Regions from separate parts of the Mus musculus genome. Here regions 2 and 3 are each linked to region 1. The links are chromatin contacts, called in public HiChIP or PLAC-seq and Micro-C maps. All regions are on one chromosome and are shown on one strand. Each heading gives the region's core, a stretch centred on a gene start, on an enhancer-like site or on the middle of the called end of the contact. The rest is flanking DNA. Distances are from core to core; before and after follow the strand shown. Region 1 holds the start of Tiam2 (T cell lymphoma invasion and metastasis 2). Region 2 has its middle 6.4 kb from the start of Gm34035. Region 3 overlaps Tiam2 (T cell lymphoma invasion and metastasis 2).

Evidence for each region. A called contact is a pair of places that touch in the nucleus more often than the background predicts. HiChIP or PLAC-seq counts read pairs in DNA pulled down with a chosen protein or histone mark.
Region 2: a Micro-C map of the HL-1 cell line shows a contact between it and region 1, with 2.3 times the contacts expected there. The contact joins the enhancer-like site here to the promoter of Tiam2 in region 1. A contact is called at or near these places in 3 of 39 promoter capture datasets (the 3T3-L1 cell line and cranial neural crest), 1 of 15 datasets of contacts at CTCF or cohesin (the NIH/3T3 cell line), 16 of 484 Hi-C or Micro-C datasets (the 3T3-L1 cell line, the C2C12 cell line, the C3H10T1/2 cell line and 11 more), 8 of 115 datasets of contacts at active chromatin or transcription factors (craniofacial prominence, embryonic fibroblasts, embryonic forebrain and 4 more) and 2 of 9 other capture datasets (adipose tissue and liver).
Region 3: an HNF4G HiChIP or PLAC-seq map of pancreatic cancer cells shows a contact between it and region 1. The contact joins the enhancer-like site here to the promoter of Tiam2 in region 1. A contact is called at or near these places in 2 of 39 promoter capture datasets (the 3T3-L1 cell line and cranial neural crest), 1 of 15 datasets of contacts at CTCF or cohesin (the NIH/3T3 cell line), 8 of 484 Hi-C or Micro-C datasets (embryonic fibroblasts, liver, muscle stem cells and 2 more), 6 of 115 datasets of contacts at active chromatin or transcription factors (embryonic fibroblasts, embryonic stem cells and pancreatic cancer cells) and 1 of 9 other capture datasets (adipose tissue).

The regions. Positions count from the first base shown.
Region 1 is chr17:3,323,675-3,328,230 of GRCm38.p6, forward strand. It overlaps Tiam2 (T cell lymphoma invasion and metastasis 2), which reads left to right and starts at 2,899. Exons shown (of 27, transcript NM_001122998.1): 1 at 2,899-3,052.
Region 2 is chr17:3,287,283-3,292,021 of GRCm38.p6, forward strand. No RefSeq gene overlaps it. Among named protein-coding and RNA genes, the nearest start is that of Gm34035, 6.4 kb to the left of the region's middle. Within about 2 kb of position 2,444, at least 13 of the 459 cell types and tissues checked have an H3K27ac peak or open chromatin away from gene starts, as enhancers often do. A contact at or near this core is called in the C2C12 cell line, the HL-1 cell line and pancreatic cancer cells, where this site is marked.
Region 3 is chr17:3,366,805-3,371,798 of GRCm38.p6, forward strand. All of the region lies in intron 1 of Tiam2 (T cell lymphoma invasion and metastasis 2), which reads left to right. Among named protein-coding and RNA genes, the nearest start is that of Gm52295, 39 kb to the right of the region's middle. Within about 2 kb of position 3,002, at least 54 of the 459 cell types and tissues checked have an H3K27ac peak or open chromatin away from gene starts, as enhancers often do. A contact at or near this core is called in adipose tissue, embryonic fibroblasts, muscle stem cells and 2 more, where this site is marked.

The sequences.
Region 1 (4,556 bases), core at 1,649-4,148:
TATGACTAGATTTAGAATCTTCTAGAAGGCTCACTTCTGAGTGTGTCTGTGAATGTGCTTTCAGAGAGGCAGAGGAGAGAAGATTCACCTTGATGGGGCCGCACCAGCCCACTGACAGTGGGCCAAGACTGAACAGACTGGAAAGAGACAGCCGGAAGACAGCCATCATTTCTAGATCTCTGCTTTCTGGTTCACAGAGGTGTGAATATACTAGTTCCCACTTGGGTCTCAAGCCATGAACAAGTCCACCCTACATCTCTGGACATTACGGACTGCACCTTCAAACCATCACCCCAAATAAATCCATACTATCTTAAATTGCTTCTTGTCATGTATTTGGTCACAGCAACAAGAAAATTAATATGCCTACCCATTCCGGAAGTGTTTTTAGAAGCACTAGGGGAGATGCAACCATTTGGATCATAGATGTTATGTTTTATTAAAAGGAAAGAAAGCCAGGAATATGTTTGGTAGAGGCATGGTATGATGAGGTGGAAGGGGTGCCTATGCAGGCCTGAGGCACCAGCCATATGATGGATATAGTATAGAATAGAGTTTATTTAGGGTATGGGGAGGGGAGTTGGGAAGGGAGGAGAGACAGAGAAAGAGAGAGAGAGAAAAGAGGAGAGGAGAGGAGTGGAGAGGAGAGGAGAGGATAGAAGGGGGAGGGAAATGGGGAGAGATGGGTCAGAGAGTGTAAGAGAGTCAGAAGGTAAGAAAGTAAGGAGGGCTGGAGAGATGGCTCAGTGGTTAAGAGCACTGACTATTCTTCTGAAGGTCCACCTGTGTGTGTCTAAAGACAGCTACAGTGTACTTACATATAATAATAAGTAAATCTTTGGGCCGTAGCAAGCAGAGGTCCTGAGTTCAATTCCCAGGACCACCAAAAAAAAAAAAGTGCGGAGGGGGCAAACAGCCCCTTTTATAGTAAAGCAGGCATACCTGGCTGTTGCCAGATAATTGTGGGGCGAATCTTAGAATACTAACACTAGGTACTGTTGTACAAACACATTACTTTAAAAAATATTTATTTATTTACTTTATCTATATGAGTACACTGTCACTGTCTTCAGACACACCAGAAGAGGGCATCAGATCTCATTACAGATGGCTGTGAGCCACCATGTGGTTGCTGGGAATTGAACTCAGGACCTCTGGAAGAGCAGTTAGTGCTCTTAATGGCTGAGCCATGTCTTCAGCCTCACACATTTCTTTTATAATCAGAAAAAAAAATGTGTTTATATATTTATTTAGTGTATATTGCATATACATGTATATAGACATGGTGAGGTCACAAAACTCATGATTGTAGATCTCAGGTTAGGTTGGCTACTTTCCTCTCCTTCATATGGAGGGTCATCTGGCTCTCTCCTCAGCTCCCTTCATGCTTAGATTTTTTAAAAAATTATTTTTCTGCATATGAGTGTTTTGCCTTTATCCATGCCAGTGCCATCTGAGATCAGAGGAGGGAGTTGGATCCCCTCGATCCGGGGTTATAAATGGTTGTGACCTGCTATCTGGGTGCTGGGAATAGAAACTCGGCTGCCTACAAACACAAGTGTTCTTAACTACTGAGCAACACACACACACACACACGTGCGCACACACACGCACACGCACACACGTACACACACACGTGCACACACACACACACACACGTGCACACACACATGCACACACACGCGCACACACACGTGCACACACGCGCGCACACACACACACATACACACGCACGCGCACACACACACACACACACACACACACACACACACACACGCACCCTGCCCATTTAATTCCATATTCGTGTGCTATGAAGATGACCCTCTACAGCTAGTCTTGCATTGATGCCTGTATCTTGGGGAACCATAGTAACAAACCGCTGTAGACCTCAGAGCTGCGGTGACCCCCAAGATCAATCCTGTTGAACGTTGGTGTTCCCTCACAGAAGGACTGGGTGGAGAGGGTCTTTGACCCCTCCCTTGATATTCCCTCCTGCACCCTCCAGCCAGCTGGAATTGAGAGCGGCCTCGGTCTTGGGAGGTCCCATATTCTACAGCGTATGAGAGGTTAACTGAGGGGGATTCTAAATATGCAGTTATGAGTAGTCCATTCTGGGGTGGGGCCGATTTGGAGGTCACCCACATTCACTCCTGCTCTGTGAGTAAGTCCAATAATTTATACTCCTTGGTTCCCCAAGTTGGATTTTGATGGAATCCTACTTCGTTTTGTCTGTGGTGCCATAAAAAGTAGGTAGACTTCTCCCCAAGGAAAATTGGCCACATTCCTGTCCCTTCTCTCACCTCTCGGATGAGGAGTCTTCAGGTCACAGGAGAGAATGGTGGTCCCAGCATGCGGAGCACACTCCCCTCACGTGGGCTCACTGGCTCCCTCAGGTTTGCCTAATAGGCCCTCACAAATCCCAAACCCAACTCAACCCTGTCATCTGCCTTTCAGCTATCACACCCAGCCTCTCTCCAAGGGGAGGATGATGGGTGGCCTCTTCTAACACGGAGTCCTGTGCTTCTGAGCTGCTCTGGGTGGGACCCGAGGAAACTTCTTTGCAGCACACACTGGAAGGGCCAGGATCGCGCGCGCTTTGTAGTTTGTGGTCTGGGCCACAGCGACTGGCTGGCTCGCAGATTCCATCTGAGAGCTGTTTTGGTTACTGGGGATGTAATGTGTCGGTGGAGTCAGTCCAGCAGGAGAAGGGGGTCCCGGCCGGGAGGCGTGGCGTGGTTTGCGAGGCGGGTGTGTGTGTGTGTGTGTGTGTGTGTGTGTGTGTGTGTGTGTGTGACTCTGAGGGGCGTGTCGGGGCGTGTCAAGGGAGTGTCCGGGCGGGGGCGGGGCGAGCGGAGCGTAGGAAGGTGTGGCCGCCGATCTGGCCTCACTTCGGCAGTGCGGAGCTAGAGAAGCCTTGACCTTCCCGGCTCAGCGAGTGGAGAACAAAGTGACGGAGAAAACTTCGCGGAGTGTGCCCTGAGTCCCCACGGGGCCTCGCTCAGGGGCGCAGAGCCGGGCTCGACCGGTCCTCTGTGTTGAAACTTGGACCGAGGTAAGGGCGCCGAAGGGAGGGACGCGAGGGAGGGCGTCTGGGTCGTCTCGCATAGGCTCCCGGGATCCTGCAGTGGGGTGCTGCACAGCACAGTCCCAGCCTCCACCAGTGGGCCAGCCTCGTCCGTCCTCTCCGCCCGCTGTGGAGGCAATCAGGGGCGCGGCGGGGTCACTTTGCTGCGTCCAGGAGGGTGGCAGTCTTCAGCGGTTTCGCATTCTCTCTTGTCCAGCTTGGCTCAAGGCAGGATCCTTTTCCAGAAAACTCCGAAGTGAGGTCTTGCCCTGCCCCACGCGTGGCGCGGGTACAATTAGGTTCAGCTGTGCCATCCAGGTTGCGAGGTGGCGGCGCCGTCCATTCCCATCAGTGCCCATTTCCTTGCGTCCAGGGGAGAAGGGCGCAGCAGGGAGAATGTGAGCATCCCTGGCTTGGCCATTGGGGTTGGGAAGAGGGGCGAGGATCGCTCGTCCTGCGACCACCTAGACCCGCGCGACTCCCCGCCGGCTGCGGTGCCAAGTTTCAGTGAAAGCCGACAACATTGTGTCCCTGATGGATCGTATTTACCACAAACAGTTCAGGAAGAAAAGGGCCCATTCTTCCAGCAGCAAAGTGTAGCGAGTAAAATTGAGGGGTTTTTATCTCTGAGACCGGAAACTTAATATGGACGCGCTGCTTCTATGGCCCTCCTTACTTTAAAAAAGAAAAAAGAAAAAGAAAAATAGGGTAACTTTATATTATGGGTGGGGGAAGCTGCTCGTTAGCGAAGATAATTCCATTCCCGGGAAATTTTCCTGCAGTTCCCTGGCAGCTGCTGGAAGAGAAGCCGCTAGGTGACATTCCCAGGCAGACTAGGTGTGCTACAAGTGTACACTCCGGTGAGTGCGAAGGTCCAAGCTTCTCTTCTGGGGCAGTTCTCGCTCTCTATTTCTCTCTATTGTCGCTGTGGTCCTCGTTTAACAGATAACACCTGACGTCTCCAATTCAAGATAGAAAACAATGGTTTTTAAGAGCTTTTTAAAAATGGCTTACAAGTTTCTTAAAGGCACAGATCAAGCTCTGCGAGTAGAGTACCATCTGCTCCTCTTCCGTTTGCGTAGCCCGTGAGTGCATATGTGCTTTCCAACTACTTTTCCTATCTTCCTTCCTTCCTTCCTTCCTTCCTTCCTTCCTTCCTTCCCTCCCTCTTCTCCTCCCCTCCTCCTCCTCCTTCCTCCCCCCCCCCACCTGTTTTAAGTTGTAGTTTTAGCTGGGCATGGTTGTGCACACATTTAATCCCAGCAGATCTCTGAGTTTGAGGCTATTCAAGGCTACACAGTGAGGCCTTGTTTCAAAAAACATAAAACAAAAAAAGAAAGAAAGAAAGAGAAAAGAACAGAACAGAACAAGGGGCCGGTTGGGACAGGCAGACCAGGTGGTAGTGGAGAAATGCCCCAGTGGTTAAGAGCTGGGTTCAGTTCCCACAGCCCACATCAGGCACACAACTGTCTGTATCTCCAGCTCCAAGTGA
Region 2 (4,739 bases), core at 1,194-3,693, 37 kb before region 1:
GCTCTTAACTGCTGAGCCATCTCTCTAGCCCCAATTCTAAGACTTTTAAAAACAAATGTTTATCCCAGAAACTTAAGTGAAATTGTGAAGCCTAAAAAGTACTTTAAAATGTAAAGGATCAGGTGAATCTCTTTTGAGTCTACACTATTATTAGTCTATTATTAGTAAAAGGTGATGTTTGCTGATGTCCAGAAAAAGCATCCAATCCTTCGAGACTTTTGTGTTGCCCGTGGTTATAGTAAAAACCAGCATCATCTTCCATGTTGTTCGTCCTATGATAAAGAAGAATACATCAGCTCTATAAGAAACAGCAAAAATATTAAGCATACCTGTGAACTCATAAACAAGTTCAGAATAAGCAGTGAAAGTTTGGGGGTCACTGTTGTGAGACCCTGTCTCATGTCTCTTCTCCTCTAGGGTGAGGATAAGAGCACCAATTTATTAACCAAAGTCCATGTGCACTTTGCCTACGGAGGACCATTGTGCATTGAACTCTCTGCTGTATTGCCCTTGAACCTATTAGCCAAACCAGAGTCCTTGGTCCAAAAAATAATAACTGTGTTGTCCAGATGTGGTAGGGGCACACATGCAATCCCAGCACTCTGGAGACTAAAGCAGGAGAGTTGCAAGATTGAGGCTAGCCTGTGCAATATAAATTAATAAGCAAATAAATGAATAAAGACTTAAGGTGCATGAGAAATTATACACTCAGAAAATATCAAATGCAGTTTCATCTTTCATGGGCACCAATGTGTTCAAAATCTCACATAATTTGCTAATATAGATAACAATACATAGTAACCCCTAAAATGGTGATTATTTACAGACTTCCTTTTGGTTCACTTTAACAGAAACTATTCACTTGCTTTTTTTATTTCTGATTATGTGCATGTGTGTGTGTGTGTGTGTGTGTGTGTGTGTTTATGGGTATGTGCACATGAATGCCAGTGATGGTGGATACCAGAGGTGTCAGATTCCTCCCCCTCCTCACCCCACCCCCGCTGCCTCACCCCACCCCCGCTGCCTCACCCCACCCCCACTGCCTCACCCCACCCCACCCTGCCCCACCCCAAGTTGGAATTATAGGGCAGTAGTTATTAACTGCATGGTGTGGCTGCTAGGAATTGAACTCAGGTCCTCTGGAAGAGCAGTGCATGCCCTTAACCACTGAGCCATCACTCCAGCCCAGATTTTATTTTTGGAAATGTATGTATATATGTGTGGGCGTGGCTGTTTGAGAATGTAAGTGCGATGCCCACAGAGGCCAGAAGAGGGCATCAGAGCGCTCAGAGCTGGAATTACATGTAGGTAGTTGTGAGCTGCCTGAGACGGCTGCGAGAAACTGAACCCAGGTTCTGTTGAGCAACTGCGCAGCTCCTCAACTTTCTGCTTGATAGAATTAAAACAAAAACCATGCCCTAGTTATTTCTTCTGCTTTAGTCATTGGCTTGTGACCCCTTGTTAGCCATACCCTACAGCAAGAGCAGGCTAAGTTACAACCTTTTGATCTGTAGTTGTATCAGGAAAACTGTAAAAATGTGAAAAACATTTAGTCTTTTTTTTTTTTTTCTTGCCTCTACAACTACTTCTTTTGTATGGTACCTGGTTCTTGTCATTGTTGCCACACACCTACCTAAGTAAAATGTAGATTCAGTAGCGGATAAGATAATTAAATGTGGCCTCATCTCTTGTCACCATGTAACAGATAAATGTGCAATTATTAGGTCACCAAAATAACACAAGGAGGCCACTGGCCTCTGCCTTGTCCCCGAAGACCCTTCGTCAGAGGGAAGTACAGTGAAGTGGTGTGAGGCTACTCTCTAAGTGGCCCTCATCTCTAGCTGGAATCTGTATTCAGAAACCTGAGTGGGTTGCCACAAACCCCCGGCTTGTAAACACAGTAGCCAGCACACGTCTGAAGGAAGTTTTATTAAAAGGACAGAAAATTTAGTACCTGTTTTATCCTGGAATACCATGCTGTCTCAGAGGGCACTGTGCTCAGAGTTCAGGTCATCCAAAGGGCTGAGCTTGGGTGGAGCTCACTGCTTCCTGACTTCCTGTTTCTATGCTTCCCTTCTCTTAGGGGATATTGAGATCGGAGGTTCCATTCCTGACCTCGCCAATGTGTTGTTGATCTTCTGGCAGCATCTTCAGTTCTAACAATTAGGGATGGGCTTAATGTTCTGTTTAGAGGTTTTAAATCAACATCTTCTGGGTCCTGTTTCTGTGGTACAGAGTCGATGTCATGGAACCTCCCTGTGGCTTGATAGGTGCCCATTCCTTAGTCCCAGGTTGAAGGAAAGGGGAAGCCAATTGGGGAGGAAAGGGTTTATTTGGCTTATACTTCCACGTCACTGTTCATCACAGAAGGAAGTCAGGGCAGGAACCTGGAGGCAGGAGCTGATGCAGAAGCCATGGAGGCATGCTGCTTACTGACTTGCTCCCCATAGATTGCTCAAGCCTGCTTTCTTATAGAACCCAGGGCCATCAGCCTAGGGATGGCACCTCCCACCATGGTCTGGGCCTCCCCTATCAATCACTGTTTAAGAAAAATGCTCTTTTAATAACTGACAACTCTCTTATGTGGCAAGTTGACACAGAGCTAGACCGTACACGCTGTGCTACCCCTGAAACTTATTACGAATCCTTCTCAGCCCCAAGCATCTCACCCTTGATGAGGAACGAACTGCAGTCTGCTTCGTCTGGCTTTCCATGCTGGCTTATCCATGCTGGCTTATCCCCAGACAGAGTCTGGCTCCTCTGCACTCCCCATTTCACATGGACCTCTAAGAAGACAGTGGTCATTTGGTTCTAAAGTCAGCTTCATTTATGTATACAGTCATCTTCCTCCCTCCCTCCCTTTCTTTTTCAGAAAGGGTCTTGCTCTTGTACGTGAAACTTGAGCTCCACCTGACTTGACCTAGGAAGGATTGAGCTAACAGTTTTGTGCCGCACTGGCGGAAGGGAGAGGAGGAAAAAAAAAAAAAAGACCCATTTTAAAAAGAACTATGTCCTGATATATCAGAAACTGCAGTTTGAACAGTAGAGTTCTATTTAAGGTACTTAATTCCCCTCTCCACCCATGATTCATTGTGAGCTCACTGAAGTCAGAAAATGTGCTAATCGCCCTTTTGTGTGCACAGTACCTACTTGGGGCTTGCTTCGCAACAGAGGCTCAGATATAGAGGCCCAGCTGAAGAGCCCAGCTTCCTGGGCCTATGTGACTTTATTTGTAAAATGGAGGCACACTGTGCATGCTTCATGGAGGACTGAGCGCTACATGTGGTGTCACGTGTTTGAAGCAGAGAGCATGGAGTCTGCCACCCGTAAGCACTCATTTTATCTGGTTTTCTCTGGCCTGGTCGCTATTTGGCTGGCGGCTCCACCGTGCAGTGTCTTTAGGTGCGTGTGGTGAGAGGTTTGAACTCCATTAGTCCGAGATCCCAGCCAGCTGAAGCTCTAAGGTCTTCTGAGGTGGCGAGAGACAAATTTGCTCTTTGGAGACAAGTCAACCTCTGTCTAAAACTATGGGAACTGTCCTGGGTGTGTGTGTGTGTGTGTGTGGCTTTTATTATATCTTGAAGGGCTCATTTTTCTATGAAATATGGAGACTTGGGCTTAGTATTAGAAAATCACTTCCATTTTTAGAAAGATTATAAACTAAGTTTTAAATCAACATGAAACTCAGGAGGGTGTTTGTTTGTTTGTTTTCTATCAGAAGTCCTTACTAAGCTACAGTTTCTGCTAGGTTAAGTACCATTTCGCAGAAGCATCCCTGGTTACTGAACTTCTGACTAGACCTGAAACTGCTGTAAGTGACAGACTCTGGACCCTGTTCTTTCTCCTATACAAAGGAGTACCCTACATAAGTAATTCTGAACTCTCGGGTACAGACTTGGGGTGTCTTCTATTTCACGCTCACCAGAACACAACCATCAAGGGGAAACCATCTCCACAAAAACTTTCCTATGCTGCAAGAGTCACAACCAATGTTCAACCCTCCAACCTTGGCTTTCTGAATTCATTTCTCACCAGCACTGCATAGGGAAGTATACATGATGTCTTTATCAACCTGATAGCCAGGGAAGAAGAGGGTTGGCTGTTACCAGAATAAATAAAGCGTCCAGCAGCAAACTTTTACAGGCATCCCCACAGACTTTCATTCTGAATTGCATTTCACCTTGTCTGTGAAATGAGAGCATTTTACTTAACACCTCCATAGTTTGCTATTAGTAATTTAACGAGCCTGTTTGTCGGTTTCTTTCAGGATAGAATGACCCAGAAGATCATGGGGCATCTAAGCTTCTAGGAGGATGTGAAGTTGTCCATCTTCAGCAGTCTGGTTGAAGCTGGAGGTCAGTATTTGTCTCTGTGTTTTTAAGAGTTCTTAGCAAGCTGTCCTGAGGGTAGGGCAAGAATCACACCTGCATTAGCCCCACTGTATGATTCTTAATATAAAGGAATTTATTGGTGGTAAGGGGACCTGGAAATGGGGGTAGAGGCAGAAAAAGGAGGGGGACAGAGGAAGAGGAGATGAAGGGAAGAGGGGAAGAGAGAGCAAACAGTCCGTATTTACTTAACACCTCCATAGTTTGCTATTAGTAATTTAATGAGCCTGTTTGTTCGTTTCTTTCAGGATAGAATGACCCAGAATATCGTGGGGTGTCTAAGCTTCAAGGAGGATGTGAAGTTGCACGTCTTGCAACTTGTGACTTGCACCTGGTGGGCAGCTGTTGCTA
Region 3 (4,994 bases), core at 1,752-4,251, 43 kb after region 1:
GCGGCAAAGACCAGAGGAAGATGTCAAGTGTCTACTCTATTACGCTCTGTCTTAATGCCTTGAGAAAGAGTCTCTCACTGAACTTGAAACAAATCTGTTTTGTCTAGGCAAGCTGCCTAGCAAGCCTTGGCAAGCTGCCTATGTCAGCCCTTTATGTGCTAGAACTACAGGCACACACACAGCCACACCTATTTACCTGGGTGCATTTGCTCTGTGATCTGTACTTGGGTTCTCAGGCTTAAGTAGAAACTACTCTTACCCAGTCAACCATCGCACAGGACCTCTCTTTGGTTGGTTTTTATGCCCTTACTTCATCCTGAGATTCTCCTGACTAAACTCTGATTGGTTTTCCTTTTTGTTTGTTTATTTGAAACAGGGTCTCGCTATGCTGGCCTGGACCTCACAAAGATCTGCCTGCCTCTGCCTCCTCTTGAGTGCTGGAATTAAAGGCGTGGGCCACCAAGCCCCCTCTCCCCGCCACAGTATGTGTTTTGTGGATGGAAACTGGTAATAAACTCCAAGTTGCTATTATGCCTCGGTGTTGTATTAAAGAAAGGGGCATACACACTTTCCTTGAGTATCACATAGTGAAGAGCAAGCCCAGATTTGAAGTCTCGACTTCATGTTCCCCATGTCTCTGTCTTATACTTGTGAGTATAAATCTGCCTGCCTGTTTTTTCAAGCCAGCTGCTGTCATTTACCTTCTGTCTTAGGGTTCTACTGCTGTGAAGAGACACCACAACCAAGGCAACTCTTATAAGGACAACATGTAATTGGAGCTGGCTTACAGGTTCAGAGCTTTATTTCGTTATCACCAAGGCGGGAGCATGGCAGCTTCCAGGTAGACATGGTGCAGGAGGAGCTGAGAGTTCTACATCTTCATGTGTAGGCTGCTAGGAGAAGACTGGCTTCCAGGCAGCTAGGATGAGGGTCTTAAAGCCCACGCCCACAGTGACACAGCTACTCCAACAAGGCCACACCTCCTAATAGTGCCACTCCCTGGGCCAAGCATATACAAACTGACACACCTTCTCTGTCACATCTTCCCCAACTTGTTTTATTATTTGTTCATTTCTTCTTGCTTCAGTCATTCTAGCGTGTGTGTGTGTGTGTGTATGTGTGTACATATATATATATACATATACATACACATATACACATACATATATATGGATACAACTTTATAGTTTTTGTCTTTAACCTCTTGAGACAGGGTCCTGCTTTGTAGCCTTGGCTGGCCTCATAGTTCCTTTGTAGACTGGAGTAGCCTCAAATGTGTGAAGTTCCTCCCGCCTCTGTCTTTTCAGTTGTGGGATTCCAAGCATGTGTCTCCACTCATAGTTCCATCCATGTGTTTAGTTTAAATTCCTTTAGTGGTCAATTTGTCGTGTGCTTGCCTCATGCACCTTTTATTTTTTGTGTGTGTGTATGTGTTTGTCAGCATGTATGTTGTGTGCACTGCATGTGTATAATTCCACAGAAGCCAGAGGAGTGTGTTGGATCCCCTGGAACTGGAGTTATGGGCCAGCATGTATGTGCTGGGAAGGGAACCCAGGTTCTCAGCAAAGGCAGCCAGTGAGTGCTCTCAACTGCTGAGCCTTCTCTAGGGGATATGAAGACATGTACCTGTTTGGAGGAAGTTCCTCTTGAGACCTTTTGCCAGTTTAAAACACTGGCCTGTTGGTTTTCTTATTACTTTTTCCTAGCATGTGACTTGTAATTAATGTTTTTGTAAAGAAAATAACAGGCTCAGATTTAGTGGGAAGAGAACATAATTTAGTAAAAGGGGTCGTGATTCAAAGCTTAGGAATGCAGTAATGAGAGTTCTACAACACACTGTAAATGATACTTTAAGTGCTTTTATTTTATTTTATTTTTCCATGACTAACAGGAAGTCCATCATCTTGTGGTGGTCAACTGATTGTTTATATTACATCTTTACTGCATTCCCAAGGATGGGGTATGTGTATGTATATATTGGTGTATGTGTGTTGGTGTATGTGTGGGATATGAGCAAGGGTATATATGTACATTTATCAGTAGGCACATCTGCTGCATGGCATCCTTATCTGTGACATAACTACATGAATATGCACACATGTAATCTACATGAATATGCATATATGTAAAGTTAGTGATCCAATTTAGCTTAAGGTCTGAATACTACCTGAATGCTACAAATGAGCAAAAACACAATGATACATGTTCCAACATAAGGCAGTAGAGCTAAAGGACAGCTTTGGATAAAAGGAACCCATAGGGCAAAACAGACATGATGCAGGAAGGAATGGCTGAGTAAATATAGCCAGGGATTTCTGTGGAATTCTGTCCGATTATCCCAGGAAGATCCAGACTGGCTTGGGCCTGAGGATAGACCTGTGTACACCTAAGATCACTTGGTGTCTTAAAGCTTTGGAAAGTGCTCAGACTGTCTGAATGCCAGTGAGTGATTAAGTAGTTCATTGTCTTGGTGATAGGTTTTTGTTGATAATTGACAAGTTTACATCTATTTTTTAAAAAGATCCTTTTTATTTTTCAAGTGTAATATTTCCCAAAAGATTTCCTTTGCCAGGATAGGTGTGTAGGGCTGTTGGTGCAAAGACCAAGTGTAACGCCTCCTACTTAAGAGTTAAATCTGAACTCCAGGCAGACCGAAGAATCTAGTTTTCACTTTTGAAAACTGCAAGCCTTAACTGTGTAGTCTGAGAAACATTGATAATAAAACAACCAAACCCTGCTGTATTTAGGTTTATGGATCTGGCTTGCCTATGCGTCAATTGTGAATTGTGGATGGGGCAGAGGCTGGAATTTGATTATTTGGCGTTCCCTGGAACTTTTGTTTTGGCCCAGAACCAAGTGTGATGTGAGTGAGCCCAAGCCCAGTAGCATGTCTCAAAAGAGAAGGAGTAAGAATGGACATGAGCATAACTGTAGCCAACTGTTTACCAACGGGGCCAGAGGCTTTAGAGTAATTTGGTGCGGAGGGTGGAGATCCGGCTTGAACATTGGAACTAAGTTACATAATTCTGCTGCATGTCTGTACGGCCAGTAATTTGTGTTCATTCAGACTGGAAAGAACCAAGTCATTTGTTTAGACTTTTCCCTGGGTCTGGTTGCTATTGCTGTTCAGACTCCTGTCCCACCTGGCCTCCCTCCCAGATCCCTTCTCTCCTGCTGCCCTGCCCCCTCACTCCCATCCAGGCTGACTCCTTTCTTTCTCCCTTCTTCAGAATAGGCTATTAGTAACATTTTACTTTTGTATAAATGAGCTTTTGGTCCATTCTTTTTTTCATGTTTACTTAGCTCCAAGCTGTGCAAAGCCTTGATGTTTTGAGCTAAAGCCATGAATATGTTCTTGATGCAAATAGACGCACATCTCTCCTCCTGAGGTTTAAAGTGTGATTTTTTTTTTAAACCTCTGCAGTGAAAATAATGAGTTAAGGCACAGGTGAGAGGCTGCTGTTTGGCTTGGAGACACTGGTGGGGGCCACTGGGCAGGAGAAGGCAGGCATTAGGACCCTTGGGTAGCCAGCTATTCCATTGTGTGTTAAATAACCCAGTCCGATTTAGGTGTGAGCAGACAGAGAGTTTGTACCTTGAAGACACAGGTTTTGTGCATATCTGGAAACCCTTTAGAGTGGGAGATTCTTAACCTTTGAGACGCCAGCCCCAATCTGAATCCTTCCCGTGCCCATAGGTCTCACTTCTGTCAGGTTCCTGTTTATTTCTATTTTCTTAATTTTACTGTTTATTGTTAGAAACTGGGAAGGCCTGGAACAAGAGCAGATTGCTTGAGGCTGTGTGTGTGTTCACATAAACTTCGGCAGCAGTCTTTTGTAGATGGACTGCAGTGTTCTGTGTTGTGTTGCTGGTGTGTTCTTTTCCCGTTTGGCTTGAGTTTTCCCTTTGTTTTGATTCTTTATAACCGGCTTGAATTTCAGGCTTGGAAAACAGGCCCAGATTTCATAATAAACTTGAAAACTTTGGAAAAAAAAAAGAAAAGAAAAAGAAAAAGAAAGAAAAGAAAAAAAAGAAAAAGAAAAAGAAAAAGGAAAGAAAAGGAAAAAGAAAAAGAAAAGACTTTTGTTGCTGTATGTTGAAGCAAAGCTTGGTTAGTTGGTTGATATTCCTGTTTAGGTCATTCAATCTGCTGGATTTGTAGGGTTTTCAGAAGAAATATTACATACAGAATTTTAAGTGTGGTCACAGCCATCGTAGAGATCTCAGAGTCATTAGGACCTAAAGACCCTGTGTGGCACAAAGGATGCTAATTTTCTGCATTATACAAAGTGTTAACCTTGTACCATCTCTGCGGTGCAGAGCTCCTTCCTTCAAAGCTCTAGGTCCTCTCTCTCTTCAGATTCCTGGTCTTTTGTGGTATCCCTCTTGATTCCTTACAGTCAACCTCTGAGTACCCAGGTCTTCTCCTCCCCTTTAAAGAATATCCACACAAGTATCGTTCCTTTCCCTGGGAAAAGCTCAATATCCCCAGCAAATCTGGGCCATTCTCAGGGAGCCTCTTGTCCTCCTCTTTGGCTCTGACTTTGTGTTCCTGCCCTGCCAAACTCTCACTCCTCTGTAAGCTCCTCACACTCATCTTAACCAGCTCCCCACGCCTCGCTGGTGCTCCATGCATTAGAACCCTGTAGTCTGCACAGTCGTGGGCAGTAGGTCATCTCAGCTCTCTTCTGTAGTGACTTCAAAGCTGGGTTTATTCTGGTTTGATTCAAGCTCCATTAGACACTGAGCAGAGCCCCACTGAGCAGAAGGGAAGGAAGGTGCACCTTTGGAGAAACAATTCTCCAAGACTTTTCAAGGCAGCATGCACTCCCATGCAACCTTGAGGGATGTGATCTCATGAATGTGTTTGAGAATAGATACCAAAAGAAATAAGAAATACTGCAAACAAAGGAATTATGTTGTGAAGTTGTAAGAAAGAGTAGATGGCCTGTGTCAGTAAGCATGGGGATTTTGTTACACAGGGAAAATGCCCA